5 separate regions of the Mus musculus genome follow, and regions 2, 3, 4 and 5 are each linked to region 1. Evidence: chromatin contacts called from public promoter capture Hi-C data. All regions are on one chromosome and are shown on one strand. Each heading gives the region's core, a stretch centred on a gene start, on an enhancer-like site or on the middle of the called end of the contact. The rest is flanking DNA. Distances are from core to core; before and after follow the strand shown. Region 1 holds the start of A730049H05Rik (RIKEN cDNA A730049H05 gene). Region 2 holds the start of Slc25a26 (solute carrier family 25 (mitochondrial carrier, phosphate carrier), member 26). Region 3 overlaps Magi1 (membrane associated guanylate kinase, WW and PDZ domain containing 1). Region 4 overlaps Magi1 (membrane associated guanylate kinase, WW and PDZ domain containing 1). Region 5 overlaps Magi1 (membrane associated guanylate kinase, WW and PDZ domain containing 1).

Region 1 (2,706 bases), core at 85-2,584:
GATGGCACAGCTGAGATAGGGACCACAGTGATATTTTTCTAAGCATACAAGTTCCTGATAACCTATCTGGCTCAAGTTCAAATAATCTTAAACTTAACTGTGTTAGGTATTGTCCCAGATACTATCTGACAGAAGCAAGAGAAGTCTAGAAGGAAAACAAGCAACATGACCAAGCAGATGAAGAAGGAAGCGTTCCTAAAGAGATGAACCACTGTAGTAAGGAATGGATCCATTACCGGAAGGGACTGGGGAGAGCAGGGCTGGGAAGCCAATCCCAGAGGTGCAGAATACAGTAGGAAATCATAAAGATGAGAGATATCAAACAGGGTCATGGGTGGCTTCCTCTAGCTGCTAGATGTGGGGCCCTTGGACAACTGGCAAAGTCTGTCTGAATCTTAGTTTTACCACCTAAAACTAAAAACTAAACTCACCTCATCTAGGTGTCATCCAAAAGACAAAGTGAGAGGACGGACAGACAGAAAGCTCCCAGCACAGCCAAGTGCAGAACAAACATCCTCAAACCACGCTACCTTGGGTTGTGAGCCACGCTCAGTGCAGGCGGCTCCTCCATCTTGCCTCTCCAGCAGTGTGCGTCTTTTATGTCATTCCGGGGTCAGCAGATCTGATTTGACTTTCTAATTCTGTCCTACTCTTTCTATAACCTAGCATTCTGTTCTGGAAATTGGGGTTACCTCCCCCTAATGTCTTATACCACCTCTACCCTCCTCTCCCCCTTCCCCCAGCAATGGACTTTCCAGCACAGACACTTAAATGTCTGCTAAAGTCAAGCATTAACTTGGGGAGTAGAAGAAAAATAAGTCCAGCATATTTCTATATTAACTCAACACTTCATGTGGATTCTACCATGGGTTGAAAACACTGGAAATTCTACCCTAATTAATGAGTATTTCACACGAGAGCCCGTTTTCTCTCCCTGATCGTCAATGGCACACGAAAAGGAAAAATACAGAGTAAGCTTTACCTCAAATACTTGCATGTTACGGCTATTCAAATGAACACAGGCTAACCAAATCCAAACATATATTAAATGTTCTGCCCATCATCTCCCCTCCTGTGAAGTGAAAGTTGTCTGTATGCTTATACTCTTGGCCTGAGGCATGTTAAAGCTGTTTTTTTTCCTTTCCATTTCAGTGACCCCAGCTCTGGGATACTCAAGACCACAGGGAGAAACGCAAACAGGAATTGCCTAGAGCCTGACAGCAAACAGCTCCTTTGGGAAGGAGCCAGCAATGCCACTCCATTCAATGGCTTTGCAGGCTCCATAGGGTGTGGAGCTGATGCTAACAAGGGGGTGGAGCGACACGCAGGCTGGTGTGCACTTACTTCATGGCTTTACTTACTTGTTGCCACTGCTCTGCCCTCCAAGTGTAGAGAGGACATGGTGAGGCTTGGCAGACACGCTCCGACTCTGGTCTGCTGTAGGAGCTGCACTCACTCTCTCTGGCTGCTTTGTGTGTCCCGATCTGACAGCCCACATGCCTCTGCTGCACGCCTTGGCCACAGGACACAGAGCACTGAGAAGACACAGGATGTAAGTAGGCACTTCGGCTCCCTTCTGGAGGGCGGGAAGGGGTGGGTCACAGAGGAGGGCAATGCTTTCTTAATCCAATGATTTTTCACAGCAGTCAAAATGCTTTCTCATTTCCAAGGAGGGGGACACTAAGGCAAGTTCTAAAAGCACTGGTAACTGCCAGTGCTGGGCAGGGTGCAGGAGCCACAAGTGGGGAGGAACCAAAACTCTCAGGGGATGTCAGAGGGAGGAGAGATTGTGGGGAAACACCACCATCCAGAAGTAATGGTGCCACATTGAAACAGACAAACGAAACACTGTGCATGACTTCCATCCTGGAAGATGGATGGCTTGGGAAAATTGGGAGATGCGGTTCTATAGCGTAACCCATAGAGAGCCAACCATTGACAATTAAGGCCATATAAGCAGAAGGACTTTCTCCTGCCCTCTTATTTTTCTAGTTTCTATTCCTGGAGACAGAACATTGCCTCGCTTGTTGTTTGTTTGTTTGTTTAAATCATGGAATTCACTTAACTATCTGTGCCTCCTCATAATCTCAAATGAATAGATGAAGAATAAAAGCTAATAAGGAAAAATAATTTCCTCAGGCTTAATGTTTTCAGCTCTTGAAAAAATCCCATTAATCACGAGGAAACATTTTGTTGACCAAGTTGCAAAACACCAATTAACTTTCCCCTAAATTAATTTTTTAATGGTTTCCTCATTGTTGGTTGCATAATCTCACTTATGGGCAAGCCAAGAATTATTGTCTTTATTAAGATTTTGGCAGTCAGAAACCAAAGGCAACCTTTGATTAGAGAGAACTGCATAACACTGCACTTGGTTATTAAAGGTTATTAGCAATTTGGGGGGTGGACATAAATCAGTCACTATTAATTTGCCTGGTGTTGAGAAACAAAGTTATCTGACATTCATGCCATGTACCCAAAAGGAGGTCTTCTTCTAAAACAAAACCAGACTCTACAACTGCACGCTTGTCTAATTTGCTTGTAGGGAAATTCAAGGTGCTCCGTGAAAGACGGAAAGTTTGTTAAGACATATGTATACCCAAGTGGATGCTGCTGCAGCTTAGGCTCTTTCGTAGAAGGCAGCTTGAGAAATGCTATTGTTTCAGAGAAATCTATGCTGGAGAAGAGCCTCACAGCTCACATCAA
Region 2 (2,706 bases), core at 87-2,586, 1.7 Mb after region 1:
AGCATGTATAATTCCTTAAATATCATTTCTTTGTGGGTCATCTTTGAAATTTTCTATTTTCTTTTAGTTCTCTATAAAAATATATAACAGTGACTAGGTAGGTGGAACTATATATGTAGCCTTTGTGGCTACATCTATACTGCCCTTGCATGTTCAAGACCCTAGAAAGAAAACCCAAATTATTATCCAAGTGTAATGGCTCACATCTGTAATTCCAACATTTGGGAGGCAGAGGCAGGACAATTGTTATGAGTTTGAGGTCACCAGAACTACATAACTACATTGCCAGTTCTAGCCTATCATAGGCTACAGTGAAACTCAAATACCAACTGAAATACACACACACACACACACACACACACACACGTAAGTAAATTGTAAACTAGCAATCCTACTGTCCTGCAGAGCAATGGTACTTATTCTTCCTGTCTTCCTCCATCTACACGAGGGCCCTGCTAGGTAAACACATATTCTACCATTGAGTTACACTCACTATTAAGCTGTATTTTTTTAAGTATTAAATTCTATTTATTTCACTATCAACATATTAATATGTAATAAAATATAATATGCAAAATATATGATATACAATAAATATTAGGTATGTCCACAGACATTGGGAGACAGCTTGTGGGAACTGGTTGTCTCTTTCACCCTATGGGTCCCAGGGAGTGAACTCAGGTTGCAGGGTTGGTGGCAAGAGCTTTTACCTGCAGAACCATCTCACTCGCCCTATCTAATAGGAATTTGTTAGTTGTCACCTCCAGAATTGGAGGCAAGCGCCTTTACCTACTAAGCTATCTCACTGGCCCTAACTAATTGTATTTTGATAGCAGCTACCTCCATCCTTCTTCCCTTCGTAGTCTCTAGTGATCACTCTCCTACTTTAAGTACATTAATTTAAAGAGAAATAAACGTCAGTACAAATGGAGAATACTTTTTTTTTTTTTTTGGTAATAAAAACGTATTTTTGTTTAACATTTTTTTTCTTTCTTTCTGGAATTGGATCAACAGAAATCCAGCCAGCCTGCACAGATAAAGCGAAGGAATAACGGACTTGGATTGTGAGTAGGAAACCACAGGGCTGGCCTTCAGGTACAGGCAGTGCCGCCTGGTCCCAGTCCTGCCAGCTCTGGTCTCTCCTCCGGGGTCTTTCGTAGATCCCATCCGGGGCCACAGGCTTGTGCGAGGCTCTTGCCTAGCGCCTCCGGAGCCGGCTGCTGAAGGACAGGAAGCCGGAGAAGCTCCAAACCCCAGGGTCCTCCAGGAAAGGCTCAGCGACCAGCACCGAGCGACGCACGTGCTTTTGTTGTGGTGTGACGTCACGAGTTCTGCCCCGGAAGTAGTTGCTCCATATCCCGCCCCAACATGGCGGCGCCCAGCTCTTTAAGTCAGCACCTGCTTTTGCCCAGCTTGTGATTTTTAACCTTGGCGGCGTTGGGAGACCATGGACGCGCCGGGCTTCACGGCCTCGCTGGTGGTGAGTACCGGGTAGGGGTGGGCTGCTGGGTGCAGGCTGCGTGGGAGCTGTGGCGGCTTCTCTGCACTGCCGCTTTCTTCCGGGTTTAAGCAGTGGTCGGTCTGTCCTCAGGTCACTGGCTGCTAGATCTAGGACCAAGCCTAGAGACGTCTGGGAAGTCTGTTCTCAAGGCTTGGTGGCTTCTGATGGGCTTTTAGAGATGAGGTATGCTTGACACATTGTCTTATTTACTGAAGGCTTCAGTAAATTAAGACTTCCCTTGTACACCATATTCACCTGAACTTGGGAATTAAACATGCAAATACACACTATTCAGGAAAACACTTACGACCCATCCATCCAAGATACTAGCTTGTCTTTTTGAAGTTTCTACACATTTAGTTCCTAGTAATCTGCTCATTTTTCTCCACGTTTAGGCTTTGAAGAAATACTGAGCATAAGTAGTGGTGTTGTGGAGTCGATGGTTTATTGGCTAATTCTGTCGATTTATGAGAACCAGTGCTTTTTGAGGGGCCTATAACAGCAGGTCTAGCAGGAGATAATAGATTTAGCAGATGTAAGAGAGACTGGTTAACTTTGATTTTATTCTGGAAGAGTGAACAGAAGCAGACAAGAAATACCTTCATTTTTAAAATGCTCCTGCTAAGGGCAAATAGAAGCCCAGGGGCATTTGTTTACAGAACTAGCTACTGCTCTGATGGAAGGGTTGGAGATAGAGTGTTGAACAAGAGAAACCTGCCCATAAGAGTTAGATGTAGGAGACAGTACAGAAGTGACTGCTCGGGTAAGTGACAGGTGGACTAGGTTCAGGACATTATGGGAAGAGGTGATAACAGGTTATGGGCCAGGCATCCTAAATATATGAGATTCATTTGTGTTTGGGGAGATGGCTCAGTAGTTATAGCATCTGTAGTTCAGTTCCCAGAACCCTGGGAAATGTTGGGTGGGTCTGGTGGCCCATGTGTAATTCCGGTGCTCAGAAGGTGGAGACAAGGGATCCCTGGAGCAAGCTGGTGAGCTAGACTAACCTTTAGTGATCTCTAGATCCTTTGCTTCAGTGAAGAAAGAGGAGAGACAATGAGAAAGACTTCTGACTCAAGGTTGGGCTGCACACACACACACACACACACACACACACACACACACACACATATGTGCACGAGCACAAGCACATAGCACATCGCACCCAGGCTCATTTCATTGTATTTAATTTTCATTTACTGTTA
Region 3 (2,706 bases), core at 145-2,644, 1.4 Mb after region 1:
TGGGAGCAAAATGAAATTTGAGTTTGCATTCATGTTTCAGAAAACCTCCGAAGGCCTTTGTTTGCCACAGTTTTCCTCAGAAGCTAGTTGGGAGTGGGGGTTTTGTGGGTGGGGGGTGCGACACACAGGCCCAAGCTCAGTGTGGCCTAGCTTTCTTTTAGAGTGATCTTGACTGATCTCGGGCCACGGGGCAGAGCTACAGATCCTAACAGTCCATCACAAAACAAAGTAGGATGCACATGCTGTAGGTGGTACACACCAGACCGGTTGCTTCCAATCACATAGGAAGTGATGCTGAAAGAACGATGGTTATCTCCAGGGAGAAGGAGTGGGTTTGTGTGACAGGATGGACGGTGTGCAGGAGGTGTGTTATATGTAAGGACACAGACTCTAGACTAAAGCACTCCTCATTTAAATGCCAACCCTATTACACAGTAACTGAGTGATCATAGCCAAGTCCCTTTAACAGGAGCCGTCTTGGTTTCCTCACCACTGAGTAGACTTCGCAACCCTCAGGGCAGTGCTGAGGGCAGAAAGAACTGAGGACGCCCACGGATTCAGAATAGAAACTGACACAGAGCACATGCTAGGCACAGCCAGTTGCGCCTATTCTTGAAATTCATGTGGTTGTCATTTTCTGTCAGAACCTCCACAACAAATGAAATAATCATTGTCTCCATTGAGAGACAAAGAATTGAAACTTAAAGGTATGATGAAGTTTGCTCAAAATCAAGCAGTAAAAAGTTATATAAAGGGATCCTTTCCTGTTGTATGAATTCAGACACCAGTGTATCTATCATTCGTCCGTCCATCCATCCATCCATCCCTGGTGTGTTCCCTCTCCCTCCACTTCTCTTCCCCTATATTTTTGAAAGAAAGATGTGAGAGACACAGAAAGACACAGGCATAAAAATAGAAAGGGGGAATATGAATTTTAAAAAAGGAGAAAATGAAATTATCTTAAACAATCTTTTTAACTGATTAAAAAAAATGAAACTAAAACTTAATTACAAATGGAATTCTCTAAGTCAAACTCTACGTGAAGATATCATGAGGGCACTCCTTCCTGCTCTCCTAACCAGACTTCTGGCATGTTCTGCTTCTCAAGTAAAAATGAGTAGGGAAATGCTCAGGTGAAGGTACCAAGTGCCTGCTACCTTGCACAAGTTTTCCACTGTCTGTCTTCTCTGAGACCCAGAAGCAGAGTACAATAACCTGGGTGTCAGGGAGGAAAGGCCCTCTCTTTCCCCATCAAATGCCCCTCAATTTCTCTCCAAAGAAAGTAACTGTTTTTCTTATTTTTCTTGAGATCACCATTTTTTTAGTTCAGGCATTGCAAGGTCACCTTTCAAACACCAGCATGACAATGGAGCTTTACTGTGCCTCCCTAAGTCACTAGGCAATTGTAGGAAAGGGGAAAAGGACAGCAGCAAGCCTGGAGCTGCCAGTCACAATATTTATGCAGGCGGCAGGGGCTTTGTTTTGCTTTCAGTGGAGGATGCAAAGACCTGACAAAGGAAAAATAAAACTCCTCAAAATACAGCCAGGCGCCACTTCCTTCTCTGCTGTCCTGTGTCAAATGCAGACGCATCCACAGCGCCCCGGGGCTCAAGATGTCCTTCAACACACACACACACACACACACACACACACACACACACACACACACAAGCTCACATGGCAGCTCCAGAATGGATGCAAGGGTTCTGGTGTTGGATACTCTCCGTGAAATAACCGTTTCCGTGAAAATTAAAATGAAACAAACAAATACTGGAGTATTCCAAAGCAGTGAAACGGGCACTTCTGCACTTAGATCAAGCATATCAGCCCTCCGTTAAAATGAACAAGGCCAGCAACAAAGGAAGCACTCACTTGTACCCACTCTTGAGGAATTTTAAATGATTCCCATTTTGCTAAAAGGACTACTGAGGCTCACAGAGGTTAAAATGTGTCAAGATCATATAACTTAGCCCTTGGCATTTGGACCATAGTGTGCCAGACTCCAAAGGCTGAGATCCTAACACTAACATTACAGCCTCAAATAATCACCTCATGGGCATCGTTCAGTGGGAGGCCTTAGGTAAATTCAAACTCCTTAAACTCCAAACCTCAATCAGCCTCTCAGTCCATCTCTCTCTTGCTCTCTGTGTGCATGCTTCCTCGAGTACACTAGGTTCAAGCCATGGCTGTGGACATGCGAAGCAAGCTACCACTGAGCTCTGTCCGCAGCCTCCTCACTTCTCTCAGTGTGACACATCAATTCAAAGGCTTATAAGCACCCTTCTCTTTAAATGGATAAAAGTAAATAATGTCCAGGGCCAGAGACAGAGTGCTGGCCTACTATGTGCCAGGCCCTGAATCCAATCTGTAGGCCTACCCAAAAAACCCACCTGTTTTTAAAAAAACAAATTACAATAAGGATGCTGAACAGTGAAAATGAAGATGCTGCTGGTGGACCATGAGGTAGAACCACAATGAAGCATACTTCGCATGCTTTGGAACTATCTACTGAAGTTAGAGAAATGCACAGTATATAATCAGGTAGACCCCAGAGAAATAAACACACAGGTATATGCCAACACCATACCCTTCTTTCTAACAGTCCCAAACCATACAACACAATGTCACCAAACTAGAATGCATGGGGCTGGAGATGACTCAGTCAGTGAAGTGCCTGCCACACAAGCACGAGGACCTGAGCTTGGA
Region 4 (2,706 bases), core at 118-2,617, 1.2 Mb after region 1:
TGAAGTTGGACTGAATACATTTTTTGCATTATGATACAGCTTCAAGCCTCAGGGATGGTAATGGAGTGTGGTGGTTTGAATAAGAATGGTTTCCTCAGACCCACATATTTGAATGCTGGGTTACCAGCAAGTGACTATATTTGAAAGCATTACAGAGAGTGGTCTTGCTAAAGGAAGTATGTCATTGGGGGTGGGCTTAGAGGTTTGAGATGCCCGAGCCAGACCCAATGTTCCTTTCTTCCTTTTGCCTGTGGATCCAAATGTAGTGCTCTCAGCTACTTCTCCAGCTCTAAGTCAGCCTAAGTGCTGCTGCCATCCTTCCAACTATGATGATAATGAAGTAAATCTCCAAATTGTAAGCTAGCCTCAATTAAATGCCATGGTAACAGTGTCTTTTCTCAAAGGCAGAACACTAAGACTGTAGGTATGTTTAAATAAAGCGCCTTTAAATACAAACACAAAAACCTTAAGATTGTGATGAAGTAGCAAACAAAAACTGTTACCAGAGATCCACAACAACCTACTTACGTATTTCCATTAGAAGTGGCTTAGGTGTTCATGGTAACTTTGCATAACATAGCTATCACAGATAACAAGAATTGACTATACCTACACCTTCCTTTAATAAATATGCACTTCTGACCTCAGCACCTTGTTGTTCTCAGCAGATCTGTCCAGAAATCTAAATGTTTTAGAAGTTCTTCACTTACAACCCAAGCTTATCAATCACTGTGCATCAGAAACAACAAAGCTCCCAGAGGCCTGACCTGCCTCCATTTAGCTTTTGTATCACCCTGTTCTGACATACAAGCTCCACAAGCTGCTTTATATGATGCACTGTGTATGCTTGGAAACTGACCTGAACCTTGCAGAAATAATTTCATCCAAAACATTAAAAAAAGGAAAAAAAAAAAACTCCCAACAGTTTCCATATGTTCATTAAAGAGGTAATCACACCCAAATTTCTAGCCATTAGTCCACCTGCTGAAGATGTTTTTCTGTACTAAGAGGAGAGCCAGGGATTTGTGTGGTTACCATTGGCAACCTGTCACTCTCAGCAAACTTATCACCTCGTTCAAACTTCTCATTTGTACACATATGTTCACCAAGTATTAATATGCTAGCAATGTACAAAAGACATTAAAAGATAACCAAATTGGAGGTGAACTCAGGTATGGATAATCAGATACTAACTGCCTTTGGAGCACCCGGGAAGCTCTTGGGGTCACTCCCCAAAACTGCATTCTGCCCCTACTCCAAAAACAGGAGGATTGGAAGTTCAAGGTCATTCCTACCACATACCAAGTTCAGGATCAGCTTTGGCTAAAATGAGACAAAAGACAAAAGAAGCTAGGCGTGGTAGTACATTCCTGAGACAGAAGCAGGAGGATGTCTGAGTTCCGGGCCAGCCTAGTCTACAGAGAGAGTTCCAAGACAGCCAGGGATATACCATTGACACCCTGGCTCAATAAAAGAAGGTGGTGTGGGGGGAGGTTTTTTCAGAGGTATATTCACAGTTACTACAAATAGCATCTTAAAAGAACAGAATGGATTTGGGGTCATCCTCAAGTCTAACAACTTTTACTGCAATAAAGAATTTCCCAGATGTCATTCCTCTACACCAGAGGTTCTCAATCTTCCTAACGCTGCAACCCAACCCTTTAACACAGTTACTTATGTTGCGGTGGCCCCAACCATAAAACTATTTTGTAGTTAGTTTATAACTATAATTTTGCTACTGTTATGGATTGTAATGTTAATATCTGACATGTAGGATATTTGATATGCAACTGCTGTGCAAGGGTCCTTTGACACTCCTCTAAAAAGAGATTGTGACCCACAGGTTGAGAACCAGTGTTCTGCACACAAGTCACATGAAACATAAAAGAAAAAAAAAAAACCATGGAAAGTGATTTCTGAAAAACACTATAAATAATTAAATCTTGTAGACGATCACACATGGGAGTAAAAGCTCTGAGCAGACCTGAAGAGAAAACGATAAAGAAAAATGACTAAAATATGCTTCAGAACCATAGCGCAGCTTAGGGGAGGCCAGCTGGTGTGAGTTTGGGTCTACCTACTTGAGAAGAACATAGAGTGGAAGAGGGCCTTTCTCCAGGCAGAGAGAAGGCCTGTATCAACAACCTCAACTGTCATCACCAACAACATAAGGCACAGCAGCTCTGAGCCCTGGTGGAGGTGTTATTCTGAGATGGGTCTAGGCTGACCTACCTCATCACCCAGGAAATAGTCACTGCCGTGGACTCCCCCATCAGGGCCAGGAATGCAGCAGCAGCAGCTGCACCTAGCGGGTACCCAGTGCTGACATTGCAGAAGATTCCAACAGCCAGATGTCAGCTTGCAACTAAAGACACTTGTCTAAGAAGAGCTGGGCTAAATCACTCAAAACACTGTCTGGAAGTCAGTAAACAGACTAAGAGTGTGAGACCCCTGACACCCCATAGTCCTTCTGGGAAAACACTGCCTGGAAGTCACTAAACAGACTAAGGGTGTGAGACCCCTGACACCCCCACAGTGCTTCTGGGTAAGAAAGATAAGAAAGATTGGGTGGTGAGAGGTCTGGGAACATTTGAATTTTTCTTTCTCACCTTCCTTCATATATATAAAAGCATATATATAATACATGCTTCAAGGAGTAGTTCCCAGACCTCCTATCCTGAGATTTCTTTTACAGGACTATCAAGT
Region 5 (2,706 bases), core at 70-2,569, 1.0 Mb after region 1:
CAGCCACATACAGTGAGGCCAACATGCCTTTGCTCCCGCCCTCTTCTGTCCACTCCTACTGTGATACTACAAAGACATTGTTTCCCCCTGAAAGCTATGCTCAACCCTCTTAGGAAGACCCAGCCTCTGGTGTTTCCCTACCATGTCATCATGTTCTACATCTTCCCGTAGCATCTGCTATAAGCATCAGTCTACTGTTCTATGCTCATCATTCTCTATAAACTGTACTACATCACCTGCATCACCCCATGGCTGAATGCTCAACATTCAGAAGAAGACATAGGATGGAAACAGTGAAGATGGGTGGGTTCTAAATGAGAGTCTCCAAAGGCTGGCTGGCTAAGCTTTGTAAGAAAAGTCAAATTCAGGTGATTGGCATCAGATTCAAATGTTTCCAAAATAACTTTCCAAACCCTCTCCTTCCACTGCAGAATCACTGGAGTGTGACATGAAAGGAAGCAGTCACTCACTGTCATAGAAACAGTAGGACCATTTACATTCTCAGTTAACACACGGGTCAAAACCAGGAGACACTGCTGGGAACCAGGGGAGTAACAGCTTCAACAGACAACAAACACCACAGTCAGGAATGATCCTTTATGTGGTACAAACCCAAGGGCTATCCTTTAGTCAGGCTGAAGGGCACGCAGCATCCTTTTTCTGATCTGTCCCTCTCTCAAATCCTGAGACATTTCTCTTGTGTGCCAAGTACTTTCTGAAACATACATTCAAAAATCAATCACGTGAAAGGAGATGCATAATGCGACACTCCCAGATATGGCAGATAAAATATAACGGTGTCTAAAAGAAGTGTGTAATTGGACTAAAAAAATAATTACTGCATCAACGTGGTTCTCATCAATCAGCAAGATCTGTTAGAGACTATAATCTCAGCTAATATAGCCCAACGTCAATTTATGTCCAATATAGATGAACCCCAAACAGCCATGTTCTCTCCCTTTGCCCTTGCATCCTCACTATCTCCTCCCCCCTCAGGGAAACAAGGCACACATGCACACACATAAACTACCACCAAACAGAACTTTCTCCACTGCTCCCAGGGGGCCATTTGAAAGAAAATACCATTCTCTAGGGAACAAGAATACCACCCCCTGGGGAGGCCCTGTCCTTTTAACCTGTCTCTGAGTTTGTGATTGTGGGCCAAAGCATATGTGCTCAATAACAGGAGTGTAAGGAAACATATGTTAAGTAACTCTGCAGCACAACTTGGGATGAAAAGCAGGGCACTGCTTTGCCTGCTGCTGGAAACACAAAGGAATTGGCCTTCCCAGCTTCAGATGGGGTGTGTGCAGCTAGTTAGCATGTGAATCGGTTGCCCTGCATGGAGCACTTTCTGAAGACATGACAGGTGGCTCTTCACAGAACTACAGCATATGCACCAAATGTCCCTCTCACTGTTTCATCAGTACTTTGTCAAGTATGTTTTCCTTCTAGGATTAGAAACACAGAGGACTTCTTGGTCACTGGCAAGGCGTTCTAAACAGAGCAGGATCAGCCCCCGCTATAAGGGCAGCAGCTCTGCCTCCCTGCACATTCTGTTATGAAGGAAATGTGTTTCTGCTTCCTCACGAATCTAAGGCAACATTCAGATCAAATCACAGGCTGAAAGGGCTTGGCAATCAGATAGGCTCAGAGGGAAGTCCGAAGCCACACGCCAGGCCGACTCAGACACTCGGTAGCTAAGGCAATCATCACCACCAACAGAAGACTTCTTAATTTGTATTTGCTACTGGACCACTTTATCTAAAATAGCAATGTGCCCTTTATTCCATCAGCTCATGCTGCTTTATTACGCTCCACTGAAGTATGCATCACCACTGGCATTTTACATTTCTTTTGGGTTTATATATTACCTTTTTTTTTTCTAATTGAGAGGAAACAGGATCTAATGCAGAACAAGCTGGCTTCGAACTCAGTGCTGCAGATGAGACCTGCCTTAATTTCCCGACTCACACCTTTACCTCCTGGGATTAGAGGTATTCCTCCCCAGATCCACTTCTATATCCCTGCTTCATAATGGGGAGCTTGGTGAAGCTTACTGCTATATGCACAGTACCAAGAAGAAAGAGAATCCCATAGCTAAAAAATAGGAGACTAGATATAAATCTAAAATATATAAAGAGCTATATATTTTTTATTTGTTTTGAAAAGGACCTGTATTATAATAAAAAGGATCTTTTGTTTTTGTTTGGGGGGCAGGGTCTCATGTAGCCTAGGTTGGCCTTAAACTCAAAGTGTAACAAAGGCTGACCTTGAATTTCCGATCATCCTGTTTCCGTATCCCCTGGGCTTAGAGATGTACCATCAATCATGGTATATCCAGAGCTAGAAGCTGAACCCACCAGGGCTTTGGGAATGTTATACAAGCACTCTACCAACTGAGCTACATCCCTAGCTGTGTTTTGACCAAGGAGTTTTGATATAGTAGATATTGATCTAAAAATAAAAATTATCACTTTTTTCCCCCAACAAACAGACATCATAGTGCATTTCCAGAAGCTTCCTGAGAGCAGTGGAGAGCTCAAGGCCCTTCAGCTCTGCCTCTCAGGGCTTCCGTTCATCTACCCCGAGTTTCATCCACACTGTACGACCACACCTTTCCCGATGAACTGACCCTCTCGCTTCTTGCTCAGGGCAACAGCAAACGTAGCCATGCTGATGGCACACAACGACCAGTGTGCTGTG

Evidence for each region. Promoter capture Hi-C pulls out the DNA fragments that hold promoters and counts their contacts.
Region 2: a promoter capture Hi-C map of liver shows a contact between it and region 1, with 3 times the contacts expected there. The contact joins the promoter of Slc25a26 here to the promoter of A730049H05Rik in region 1. A contact is called at or near these places in 7 of 39 promoter capture datasets (the 3T3-L1 cell line, 3T3-L1-derived adipocytes, hippocampal neurons and 2 more) and 1 of 9 other capture datasets (embryonic stem cells).
Region 3: a promoter capture Hi-C map of embryonic stem cells shows a contact between it and region 1, with 4 times the contacts expected there. The contact joins the enhancer-like site here to the promoter of A730049H05Rik in region 1. A contact is called at or near these places in 6 of 39 promoter capture datasets (the 3T3-L1 cell line, 3T3-L1-derived adipocytes, embryonic stem cells and 2 more) and 1 of 9 other capture datasets (liver).
Region 4: a contact with region 1 is called in a promoter capture Hi-C map of embryonic stem cells, with 5 times the contacts expected there. The contact joins the enhancer-like site here to the promoter of A730049H05Rik in region 1. A contact is called at or near these places in 6 of 39 promoter capture datasets (the C10 cell line, HPC-7-derived erythroid cells, embryonic stem cells and 2 more), 2 of 115 datasets of contacts at active chromatin or transcription factors (both in embryonic stem cells) and 3 of 9 other capture datasets (adipose tissue, embryonic stem cells and liver).
Region 5: a contact with region 1 is called in a promoter capture Hi-C map of stem cell-derived epiblast-like cells, with 2.4 times the contacts expected there. The contact joins the enhancer-like site here to the promoter of A730049H05Rik in region 1. A contact is called at or near these places in 13 of 39 promoter capture datasets (the 3T3-L1 cell line, the C10 cell line, HPC-7-derived erythroid cells and 8 more).

The regions. Positions count from the first base shown.
Region 1 is chr6:92,815,109-92,817,814 of GRCm38.p6, forward strand. A730049H05Rik (RIKEN cDNA A730049H05 gene) reads left to right here and starts at 1,335. Exons shown (of 5, transcript NR_169152.1): 1 at 1,335-1,552. It overlaps Adamts9 (a disintegrin-like and metallopeptidase (reprolysin type) with thrombospondin type 1 motif, 9), which reads right to left. Exons shown (of 40, transcript NM_175314.4): 30 at 1,362-1,535.
Region 2 is chr6:94,498,978-94,501,683 of GRCm38.p6, forward strand. Slc25a26 (solute carrier family 25 (mitochondrial carrier, phosphate carrier), member 26) reads left to right here and starts at 1,337. Exons shown (of 10, transcript NM_026255.5): 1 at 1,337-1,480. The coding sequence starts at 1,448.
Region 3 is chr6:94,204,632-94,207,337 of GRCm38.p6, forward strand. The region is part of intron 1 of Magi1 (membrane associated guanylate kinase, WW and PDZ domain containing 1); the gene reads right to left. All of the region lies in intron 1 of 4930511A08Rik (RIKEN cDNA 4930511A08 gene), which reads right to left. It overlaps Gm52867 (a long non-coding RNA gene), which reads right to left. Exons shown (of 2, transcript XR_003956333.1): 1 at 1-2,706. Among named protein-coding and RNA genes, the nearest start is that of Gm52867, 22 kb to the right of the region's middle. Within about 2 kb of position 1,395, at least 10 of the 459 cell types and tissues checked have an H3K27ac peak or open chromatin away from gene starts, as enhancers often do. A contact at or near this core is called in embryonic stem cells, where this site is marked.
Region 4 is chr6:93,978,119-93,980,824 of GRCm38.p6, forward strand. All of the region lies in intron 1 of Magi1 (membrane associated guanylate kinase, WW and PDZ domain containing 1), which reads right to left. Among named protein-coding and RNA genes, the nearest start is that of Gm22840, 89 kb to the left of the region's middle. Within about 2 kb of position 1,368, at least 7 of the 459 cell types and tissues checked have an H3K27ac peak or open chromatin away from gene starts, as enhancers often do. A contact at or near this core is called in embryonic stem cells, where this site is marked.
Region 5 is chr6:93,848,147-93,850,852 of GRCm38.p6, forward strand. All of the region lies in intron 2 of Magi1 (membrane associated guanylate kinase, WW and PDZ domain containing 1), which reads right to left. Among named protein-coding and RNA genes, the nearest start is that of Gm22840, 41 kb to the right of the region's middle. Within about 2 kb of position 1,320, at least 54 of the 459 cell types and tissues checked have an H3K27ac peak or open chromatin away from gene starts, as enhancers often do. A contact at or near this core is called in embryonic stem cells and stem cell-derived epiblast-like cells, where this site is marked.